Regions from separate parts of the Mus musculus genome. Here region 2 is linked to region 1. The links are chromatin contacts, called in public Hi-C maps. All regions are on one chromosome and are shown on one strand. Each heading gives the region's core, a stretch centred on a gene start, on an enhancer-like site or on the middle of the called end of the contact. The rest is flanking DNA. Distances are from core to core; before and after follow the strand shown. Region 1 has its middle 16 kb from the start of Znhit6. Region 2 has its middle 8.0 kb from the start of Gm40164.

Evidence for each region. A called contact is a pair of places that touch in the nucleus more often than the background predicts.
Region 2: a contact with region 1 is called in a Hi-C map of liver, with 2.4 times the contacts expected there. The contact joins two enhancer-like sites. A contact is called at or near these places in 3 of 484 Hi-C or Micro-C datasets (CD4 T cells and liver).

What each region holds. Positions count from the first base shown.
Region 1 is chr3:145,558,055-145,562,936 of GRCm38.p6, reverse strand. No RefSeq gene overlaps it. Among named protein-coding and RNA genes, the nearest start is that of Znhit6, 16 kb to the left of the region's middle. Within about 2 kb of position 2,611, at least 9 of the 459 cell types and tissues checked have an H3K27ac peak or open chromatin away from gene starts, as enhancers often do. A contact at or near this core is called in liver, where this site is marked.
Region 2 is chr3:145,622,521-145,627,402 of GRCm38.p6, reverse strand. No RefSeq gene overlaps it. Among named protein-coding and RNA genes, the nearest start is that of Gm40164, 8.0 kb to the left of the region's middle. Within about 2 kb of position 2,407, at least 22 of the 459 cell types and tissues checked have an H3K27ac peak or open chromatin away from gene starts, as enhancers often do. A contact at or near this core is called in liver, where this site is marked.

The DNA.
Region 1 (4,882 bases), core at 1,362-3,861:
ACGTTCCCAGGACCATTAAGGGTTTTGTGACCTTCATGACTTTGAATTAAAATGGTACTGCTTGTATTTGAGAACCGTTTGGTGAAATTGCTGTAACTACACATTTCACTAAGTCACCTCCCTAGTGACCACTGAGTGCATGAAATATGACTTATCTGAATTGATACAGGTTCTCAGCATAAAATACACATTTTAATGCAAAAGGTAATATAAATTATCTAGTTAATAATATTTTGTGCTGGGCACTGGTGGTGCTCACATTTAATTTCAGCACCTGAGTGGCAGAGGTAGGCAAACCTCTGAGTTTGAGGCTAGTCTGTTTGACAGAATGAGTTCTAGATAGACAAGGATACACAGAATTTGAAAAACCAATAGAACAAAACCAAAAAACCTAACCTCTCCTCCCTACCAAAACCATTTATGTTGATTACTTATTGAAATTATTTTGGATATAATAGATAATATATTATTGAAATTAATTTTACCTGCTTCTCTTTGCTTATTTAAATGAAGCTATTAGAGAATTTGAAAGCATATAGGTATTATATTTCAATTAGAAGGTGATACATTGGGCTGGAGAGATGGCTCAGTGGGTAAGAGCACCTGACTGCTCTTCTGAAGGTCCAGAGTTCAAATCCCAGTAACCATATGGTAGCTCACAACCATCTGTAATGAGATCTGACTCCTTCTTCTGGAGTGTCTGATATAATAAATAAATCTTTAAAAAAAAGAAGGTGATACATTGAGATTTGCTGTTAAAATTCAAATTTAATTATACACAGTTAACATGAAATTGATACATAAGAGTTATCTAAACTTGTTAGTTCATCTATTAATTTTTTAACCTAATAAGTAAATATTTGGCTTTTTTTCAATTCATTCTCCAGAGAAAAGGTTGGCCTCACTTTGGATCATAGTATGATAATTTCAGTGGCCTCTTTCAAATCCTTCAGTGTCTAATTCTTGCTCTTAGGATAATGAATTGGAGCTTTATAATAACCCCGCAAATGCCCCCATATCATGGCCCCTGTGTTTTTTCCAGTTTCATCTCTACTTTCTGAAGTATTTGCTACCATGGGTGGATTAAGTTACTTTTCTGTTGCTGTAATAAAGCACCATGACCAAGGCATCTTAGAGGAGAAAGGGTTTATTTGGGCTTATGGTTTTGGAAGGTAAGAGTCTGTCATGGCAGAGACATGGCAGGAAGCAGCAGGCACGCGAGTAGAAGCAGGAAGCTGAGGGCTCACATCCTGAGCCACAAGCTGGAGGTAGAAAGATCACACTGAGATTGTCCTGAGGCTGTGAAACATGCACACACACACACACACACACACACACACACACACACACACACACACCTCACACCTCTTACTGAGCAGCAAAGCATGGACAACTGACCATAAGCTCCTGCATAAAGGGAACTGAGTGTCCTATGAGCCTTTCCCCCATGTATGTGGAATGTTGGCAGGGTGTGTACTCCTTTAATCCCAGCACTCAGGAGACAGAGTGGGGTGGATCTCTATGAGTTCAAGGGCAGCCTGAGCTATATAATAAGACCTGGTCTCAGATGAAACAAAACAACGACAACCATAAAACCAGTCCTTTTTACTTTTTAACTGATAACTATTAAACTAAAAACTTGTATCTACTCATTAAGTTTTTTCCTTGTGTACTCTTATTGTAGGAAGACCTAAAAGAAATATATATTTTCTACTTTATGTTTTTCTGCATGGAATTATGTAGTAAATTATTTGGGAATACTAAAAACACTTTAGCTAATGGATTTTGTTATCACTGATTACTTTTATGTACATAGGCGCACGAGTGCAAAGGTCAAAGGTCAACATCGTGTGTCTTCCTGTGTGGTTCTCCCCTTCATCATGAGTGCAAAGGTCAGAGGTCACCATCGTGTGTCTCCCTCTATGGATCTCACTTTACTTTTGAGATGTAGTCTCTTTCTGAAACCTAAGCACGCTGATGAGCTAGACTGGCTGACCAGTGAACCCCAGGATACTCCTCGCTCTGCCCACAGGGGCTTAGATTACAGGTGCACACCACCATAGCTAACTTTTTATTTATGCGTTGGGAGCTGAACCCAGGTCCTTGTGCCTACATGGCAGGCATCTTGACTAAGCCATCTCCATGGCTCTTAACTGTGAATTTTAAAAACGTAGTATTTTGACATCTGTGTTACAAAATGGCCTAACTTCTGTAAGTTGAAAATATTCAAGCAAAGAACTTGGATAGAACATAATAAAGTTCAAATAAAGTTTTTCACCTCGTACTAGTTGAGGTAGGGCACCACCCCTCTGTCAAAAGTACCCATTTTATAAAACTGGCTTTCCAGTGCTTGCTGCAGGAAGTGAGAAATTTCCTTGCCTTTGAACTGTAAATTTTTCCTGAGCCAGATACTTAATAAAATAAAATTATCTTTTAATGTGTGGTTACTAATGTTTTTTTGTGGTTATATGTAGTCATAAAAATCCTACTCCTTGGTACAGTTGAGATGATCATTCAGACGTCCCCTCTGTCGCTTCTCTATAGAGGCACTGTGCTCCCAGCTTGGCTCTGAACTAGTCCAGGCTCTGAATCCAAAACACACACATTGCATAACGTGTACCCAGGCTGGGATGAAAACAACTCCATTATCCCTACCTCTAGTAGGCAATCATTACCTAAGTCATAAGGAAAATTTGAAACTTTAATGGGGCTGCACACTGTACATTGAAAACTTAGTCCAGACTTTTGAAACTATAGACATTGCCTGCCTGACTGCAAGGGATGAACTCGCACACAGTGTGAAGATTCACAGGAGCCTGATGCAACACCATGACCCAACTGCTCGAGATTTTCTGTGCCACCACCAGCCTTTCCTTTGTTTTAAGGCTGTCAAGCAAGCAACCACAAACCTGTTTGTTTTGTATACAGAGAACCACATTTATGTCTCATTTGAGGTGAAGTAGGTTTGGCGAAGACTTCAAATAGAATCTTCTGCATGGAAGCAAACTAAGGTTTATTGACTTGGTGCTAGTTCGGCCTGGATAGAGAGCGTATTTGAGAGCTGGCAGGGTGGCTCAGTGGGTAAAAGTTCTTGCTACAGAAGCCTAATCACCAGAGTTAATGCCTGGAGTCCACAGAGGAAGGAGAAACCTGACTTCTGAAAGTTGTTTGACCATAGACGCATCGTAGAGTGTGTGTACCCAGTGCAGCACACAAATATGACACATACTTAGTAACAACAAAAAGTTATTAAAGATAAAGGAAATTGGAAAAATTACTACCTTGCCATGTCATTCTGGCTGTAGTTTAGTATGACTAAACTGCTCTGTCCCTGGGAAGATGTGTTTATAGGATATTTTGTAAATGTACAGATTTTACTTTGGGCCAATGGTTATGAGTTTATGTGTATAAGTATTTTGGTTTGGATATTCATGCTGTTTCTATGTAAGTACAAATAAAGCATAAGGAACTGTAGATGAAAAATGTATACAGACTGCTTTTTAGACCCAAGTTTATGAAACTGCAGATAGTACTTCCACAAAGCAGTGACATGGATTTATTCCCCCAAACCAAAGGGAGATGAAAACATACTGCAAGGAAAGTACTGCCTTAGAGCGGGGAACAACGACATGAGAAATGGCTGGCTTCTTACTACAGAATTGGAGACCCAAGGACATCAGTAAACTCGGAAAAAAATGATGACAGCAAAACAGGACTGGAGAGATGGCTCGGCAGCTGGGAGCTGATCTTCCAGAGGACCAGTTTTTTTGTTTGTTTGTTTGTTTGTTTTGTTTTGTTTTTTTTCTTTCTTGGTATCCTCATACAGCTTACAAATGCCCATCACTATAGCTTTAGCAGATCTAGTACCGCCCTCCCCCTGCCTCCATGGGCACCTGGGTAGAAGTGGCATATACTCTCACAGAGACATACATATACATAAATAGGAATAAAATAAGTCTTAAAAAAAAACCCTGAAACCAAATTTTTAATAGAGAAAATACCTTTTACAAATAAATTACCATAAAGTTATAATAAGTTGAAATCTTTCATTAGATTTATGAAATACACAGATGTATCATATATGTATCACATATGACAGCAGTAAGCAGGAAGGCTGGCATGTGTCCTGTTAAAGTATGTTAAGTATCAGGGTGTGATTGGAGTACTCGAGGTTCGACTCACTATTTTACCTGGAGATAGTCAATATTCACCGAAAGTTGTGATAATTTATAGCTTGATACTGCCATCCCTACTAGAACATGGACCTGAGGCCACTATTTATTTATTTATTTATTTATTTATTTATTTATTTATTTATATTACAGATAAAGAAACATCTGCTTCTAATTATTATGAAATTGCCTATATGAGACCAAACCTACTGTTGAGAACAACTATAAAACTTGTACAGATATAAAAAAAAATGAGGTGTTTGGCAGATTGAGTGATGGTTCCAAGTCGCCAGGGTAAAGGACTAGTAGAGGAGGGAATAACCGAAGGGAGCTGGACTCCATCCCTTCTTCCCTGGGGGAAACTGCCGAGCAGAAGGCATCCCGGAGCTGCTGGCAGCTGGAGAGGAGGGAGCAGGAAGCCAAGGGATGGAAGCTGGAGTTCAAGGTTGATGTAGAGTCCCGGGAACCACCTTTAGCTTTCCATTGAGGTGTGAAGGGAATCAAAAACAGGGAATTAAAAACTACAAGCAACAAAAACTGGAGAAAGAATCAGCTCTCAGAAGGACCTGTCACTGACGATGACCAATTGTCAGAAGTAATCTGACTTTCTCTTTGAGGGGTGATGGATTATCATTTACGGATTCTGCTGTGGTTTACATGTAGAATCTGATTATTTATCAAGGGATTGTTAGCCATGCCAGGAGACCAAA
Region 2 (4,882 bases), core at 1,158-3,657, 65 kb before region 1:
TGAGACCAAAGAAAGAATGTAGGCAGGGAAAGAACAGTGAACTCACAGGACAAGCTGGGCATAATGGTACATGATGCCTCATCTGCTCCTACTAAAGAGAACAGAGCTGGGCAGTGGTGGCACTTGCCTTTTAATCCCAGCACTTGGGAGGCAGAGACACATGGATTTCTGAGTTCAAGGCCAGCCTGGTCTACAGAGTGAGTTCCAGGACAGCCAAGGCTACACAGAGAAACCCTGTCTCGAAAAACCAAATAAATAAATAAATAAAAATAATAAAAAAAGAAAAACCAAGAAAACAAAACAAAAGAGAACAGAAATAAGACGCATCTACAGAGGGACTCTCACGGGGTTACAGAAGCTAGGTGTGTGGAGTTTGAAGAAGACAGAGAAGGGATGCTAGCTCGGAGTGACTGAACAGAAGATAAATACCACGTGACAGGCCAAACAGAAAATACAACCCACCTGTTCTGGGAAGGGCCGTGGTGCTTGAAGTCCTGTTTACATATAGGAATATAGGCCTTCCTTGTGGTTTCTTATGTAAGTTAAAGCCTCAACCATTAAGAAATACAGAAAGTGGGCTGGTGAGATGGCTTAGTTGGCAAGAGTACCCGAATGCTCTTCCGAAGGTCCGGAGTTCAAATCCCAGCAACCACATGGTGGCTCACAACCATCCATAACGAGATCTGACACCCTTTTCTGGAGTGTCTGAAGACAGCTACAGTGTACTTTACATATAATAGTAAAAAAAAAAAATACAGAAAGCAACTTCTTGTCTTTTATTCAAGATGAATTAATGAATGTCAGAGTGTCACTGATATTTACACTGAGAACGATCTCAGAAGACATCTGGTCCAGATCAGAAGAATATTGTCCTGGATAAAGCCACTCACTCAATCAACAGAAAGTCCCAAAGGATTTTTAAAAAATAATCTCTTGTGTACATGTGATGGGCAGACAGCATCCCAGCAGATCTGAGAATCCTTTAAGCAATGTGAACTACACAAAGTATATGCAGTGTACTCCCCGCCAGACTTCAGTCCAGGTGAGTGAACTAGAAAATGTGGATTTAACTGCACAGAATGGTACATACCTGCAATCCCAGTATTTGGAGGTGGAGCTTAAAGGATCAAAGAGTTCAGGGACATCACATGGGGCTACACAGTGAGTTTGCAGCCAGCTGGGGTTATGTGAAGCCTGGTGTTGAAACAAACAAACAAAAAAAAAAGACAGGAAGAAAGGGGGAGGGGATATAGAGGAAGGGAAGAACAAAAGCAGGAAGATCAAGATTTAATAGTGTTGTAATTATACTAATTACATTGTCACCCAAAAGTGCTCCTTCAGGATTGACGGACATGAGCCCCTTGGAGATGAGTCTCTGTCCTCCCATTTACTGGGCCTGGGAGGATACACTGTTCGTGGCAGAGTGGTAAAGTGGATGGGTCTCAGCCAGATACAGAAAGTCACAGTACAACAATTTGCCACTGCACCCACATCTTGTTCCTTGGTGGTCAGTAGCTTGGGCTCTTCGACGATCATCTGGTCTGATCCCAGCAGTCCACAGTGTGGCCCTGCCTAACGTCCTTGACTTTCCGCAGAGTGTTCCAGGCACAGTCTGGTCAAGACCAGAGCGCATTTCAGAACAAAGCCACCCTCGTCCTCGTTGAGAACGTCAGACTCTAACCATCACTCCAGAATGACACTGACTGAGTGCTGACTGTTGGCTCACTTCCATCCCAACAGCACACAGAGACACATGGAAGGGCTCCTTGCTTGTTTCAGAGAGGAGGGAAGCAAAAGCCACTCACAGCTGAGCCACTTGCCAGAGGTGACACAGCGAGTAAGTGACAGAGCTCTGTACTACTCAACCCTTAGCTCCCTCAGCCTCCTCAGGGCTGAGTAGCATCTTTGTACCATGACCTCCACCTTACGTTGCTATCAAAAGATTCACATGATCAAGATTCAGAAGCCTGGTTTCTGACTGGTCACGTTTGTTTTGTCATGCATACATACCACTTCCTGTTCTTTCTATGCATATTTCCATCAAATAAAACCATATGCATTGTCATAGCAACACTGCAACACACACACACACACAAACACACAAACACGGTGCAGTCTCTGCAGTAGAGAATTGCAAAGATCTGTGGGAATTTTCATTGCGTTGTTGTTTGTTTTAAATAAAAAAGAAACCCCCTCTGTCTACATCCGAACAGAATCCCATGGCAACAGTGCAGACAGGCACGTGCTTCGGTGCCCCTCACATACCCTGAGCTTCTCCGGCCTTGCTGATCAATAGTTTTAGATCATCAGAAATTTGGCTGCAATGCTTGTGATTAAGCAGGGAGCCCAGTGACCAGACTGATCTAGCCCTCCAATGAGACAAAGGTCACTGCCCAGAATGCCAGCACTGGCTCTGACTGCCAGTTCCCATCCATTGGTGCTTGTCACATGCAGAGACTCTGGGGACATGTCCTTGGCCTTGGGGAACCCTCAAGCTGGTCAGGTCCCAGGCACTCCTGCCAGGGACCACAAGTCCTCGTGTGTGTGTGTGTGTGTGTGTGTGTGTGTGTGTGTGTTCAAGCCCCTCAGAAATGTCTCATCTCAACTATTACTACAGCATCCTCTACAACATATTTCATCCTATATTACTTCATCAAAGTGGTATCAGTATCAACCACACTTCACAGATGAAAACCTCCAGCCTTGGAATGGTTAGCGACTTGTCCAGACCAACAAATTTGAAAAGACAAGAGGAGAGATTTGAGTCCAGGACTGTTCCTGATTTTGCTTTAAGCCGTTCTATGTGGCTCCTTATTTCCTGGGTGCTCTGGAACTCATCTGCCCACAGATTCACTGACCTGAGCCTGCATTATGATACCTTCTTGTCTAGCTCCTGGGTACAGCTGCAGGAGATGGGCTGGCTTTGAATGTCTCTGGTTCTCTATCAGGTCCTCCCTCTCCCTCTCCCCCTCCCCCAACCCCACTCTCCCTCAAGTCCCAGGTTTTATATTACCACTGTTACTTCTACTACTATTATTTTTAAAGATTTATCTATTTTTAATTTATGTGTATGAGCATTTTGCCTGCATGAGTACCTGGTACAGACAGAAGCTAGAAGAAGGTGTCAGACCCCCTGGAAATGGAGTTACAGATAGCTGTGAGCTACCATGTGGGTGCTGGGAATCGAACCCACATCCTCTGGAAGAGCAGCCACTGCTTTTAACTGTGAGCCATCTCCCAGAGCCTTTATTTGTATCTTCTCTGTTACTGTTATTATTTTATGGTTTCACATATTCTAGTAAATGAAGACACACCGAAATAAAGAAATTCTCAAGCCACTGGGGAATGAAGAGCTGTTCTCAGAAAGGGGAGCACTCACTAGCTGAAGGGGAGGAGGTTCGCCATTCCACCCATGGATCACCTAATATGGTCCTTGGCTGCTTAACCACTGAACTTGGGCTGGTGTTACCCATGGTCACAAAGGTGCTGAAGGACAGCTGTCAGTTGATTGCAAGAAGACTTGCTCTCTCTGGAATGCTTGGCTCCATGCCGGGTGTGGGAAACCCACTTTATGACACAGCCTGCTCTCACACCCAGGAGACAGACAGGGTTGGTGTTATCGCTTAAGACATTCAGGAGCCAACACCGATGCTTTAGCTGGGTACCTGTCCTGTCCAAGAGTTGGCAGTGGCAGGGCTGAGGGTCCACTCGGGTCCTTTGCAGGACTGACTTCCCAGAGGATGCTTGGAGTTGGCCAGTGGGGGGAAAACATTGCTAAGGATGAGCCAGCAGGGATTCTGCAGACTCAGGCTGACTTTAACCAATGGTGGGACGCAGATGGGGAGGAAGGAAAACACTTCCCTACTTCCTTGTCCAAACCCAGAGGGGGGATCCAAGGTTCAGTCAGGAAGGCTCTTTGTTTAATCAATTGTTCTTGCTTTCAGAACTAAAGTGGAAATGACCCAGTGAAGAAGGAACATGAGCACAGCTCGCCCTGGTCACACGATGAAAACATATACACTGGCCAATGGGTACACCACTACTCCGCCCATCCCTTCAGAGGGAGAAGGACTCCCTTTCGTCCCGGAAGCCTATTAAAACATTCCTACCAGGGAGTCCCTGCTCCTCCTCAAGGGACACTGTAAGAGACCTTGTTCCTCAAAGCGCAGCCACACAAAGGGTTCTGTGTAGACAGGCGCTATTATTCTAGACACGCAGTGAAGCATGACGGATGTTGTGTGGACAAAGGCTGGACAGAGGATGCACGCCCAGATGCTGTCTGGGCCAGGTCGCAGCGGCAATGATCTAATGTCTTCTGGCTCCTTCTTTCTTTGCTTTTCCAATTTGGTTTGAATATTTGTATTACTGTATTATTTTCCCTGCACAAGCGCCACTGCTGTGCACGGTTAGGTCATTTACACAGTTGGGTAAGGAGACACATCTGAGATGAGATGAGCTACAGCTGCCAGCTGCCTGCCCTGGGACCTACAGCCATCACTCCTTCCGGTTGGTCTCAAAGACACTACCTGAACCAAGGATCTACGTTTTTACTTTTGAAATGAACTTTGCAGTACTAGGGCATAAATCCAGCATCTTGTGATTCTAGGCCAAGCATTCTCCCACTGAGCCACATCCGCAGCTGAGGATTCAGGTTTTAAGTGCTATACTCTCTCTTTAAAGACAGGGTGGGCACATCTTGTTTTTGTATGCGTTGGGTTGCCCATCCAGTGACATGGTTCTCAGGGCTAATTATAGCCCCACAGTGAGAGGCTCCTGACAAAAAAAGATACCTGCATTTCATTGGCTGGGGCTTGTGGTCCATGACAGATACACTGAAGCAGACCCTGGGCAAGGGAAAAGGAAAAGAAGTTGTAGAAGAAGA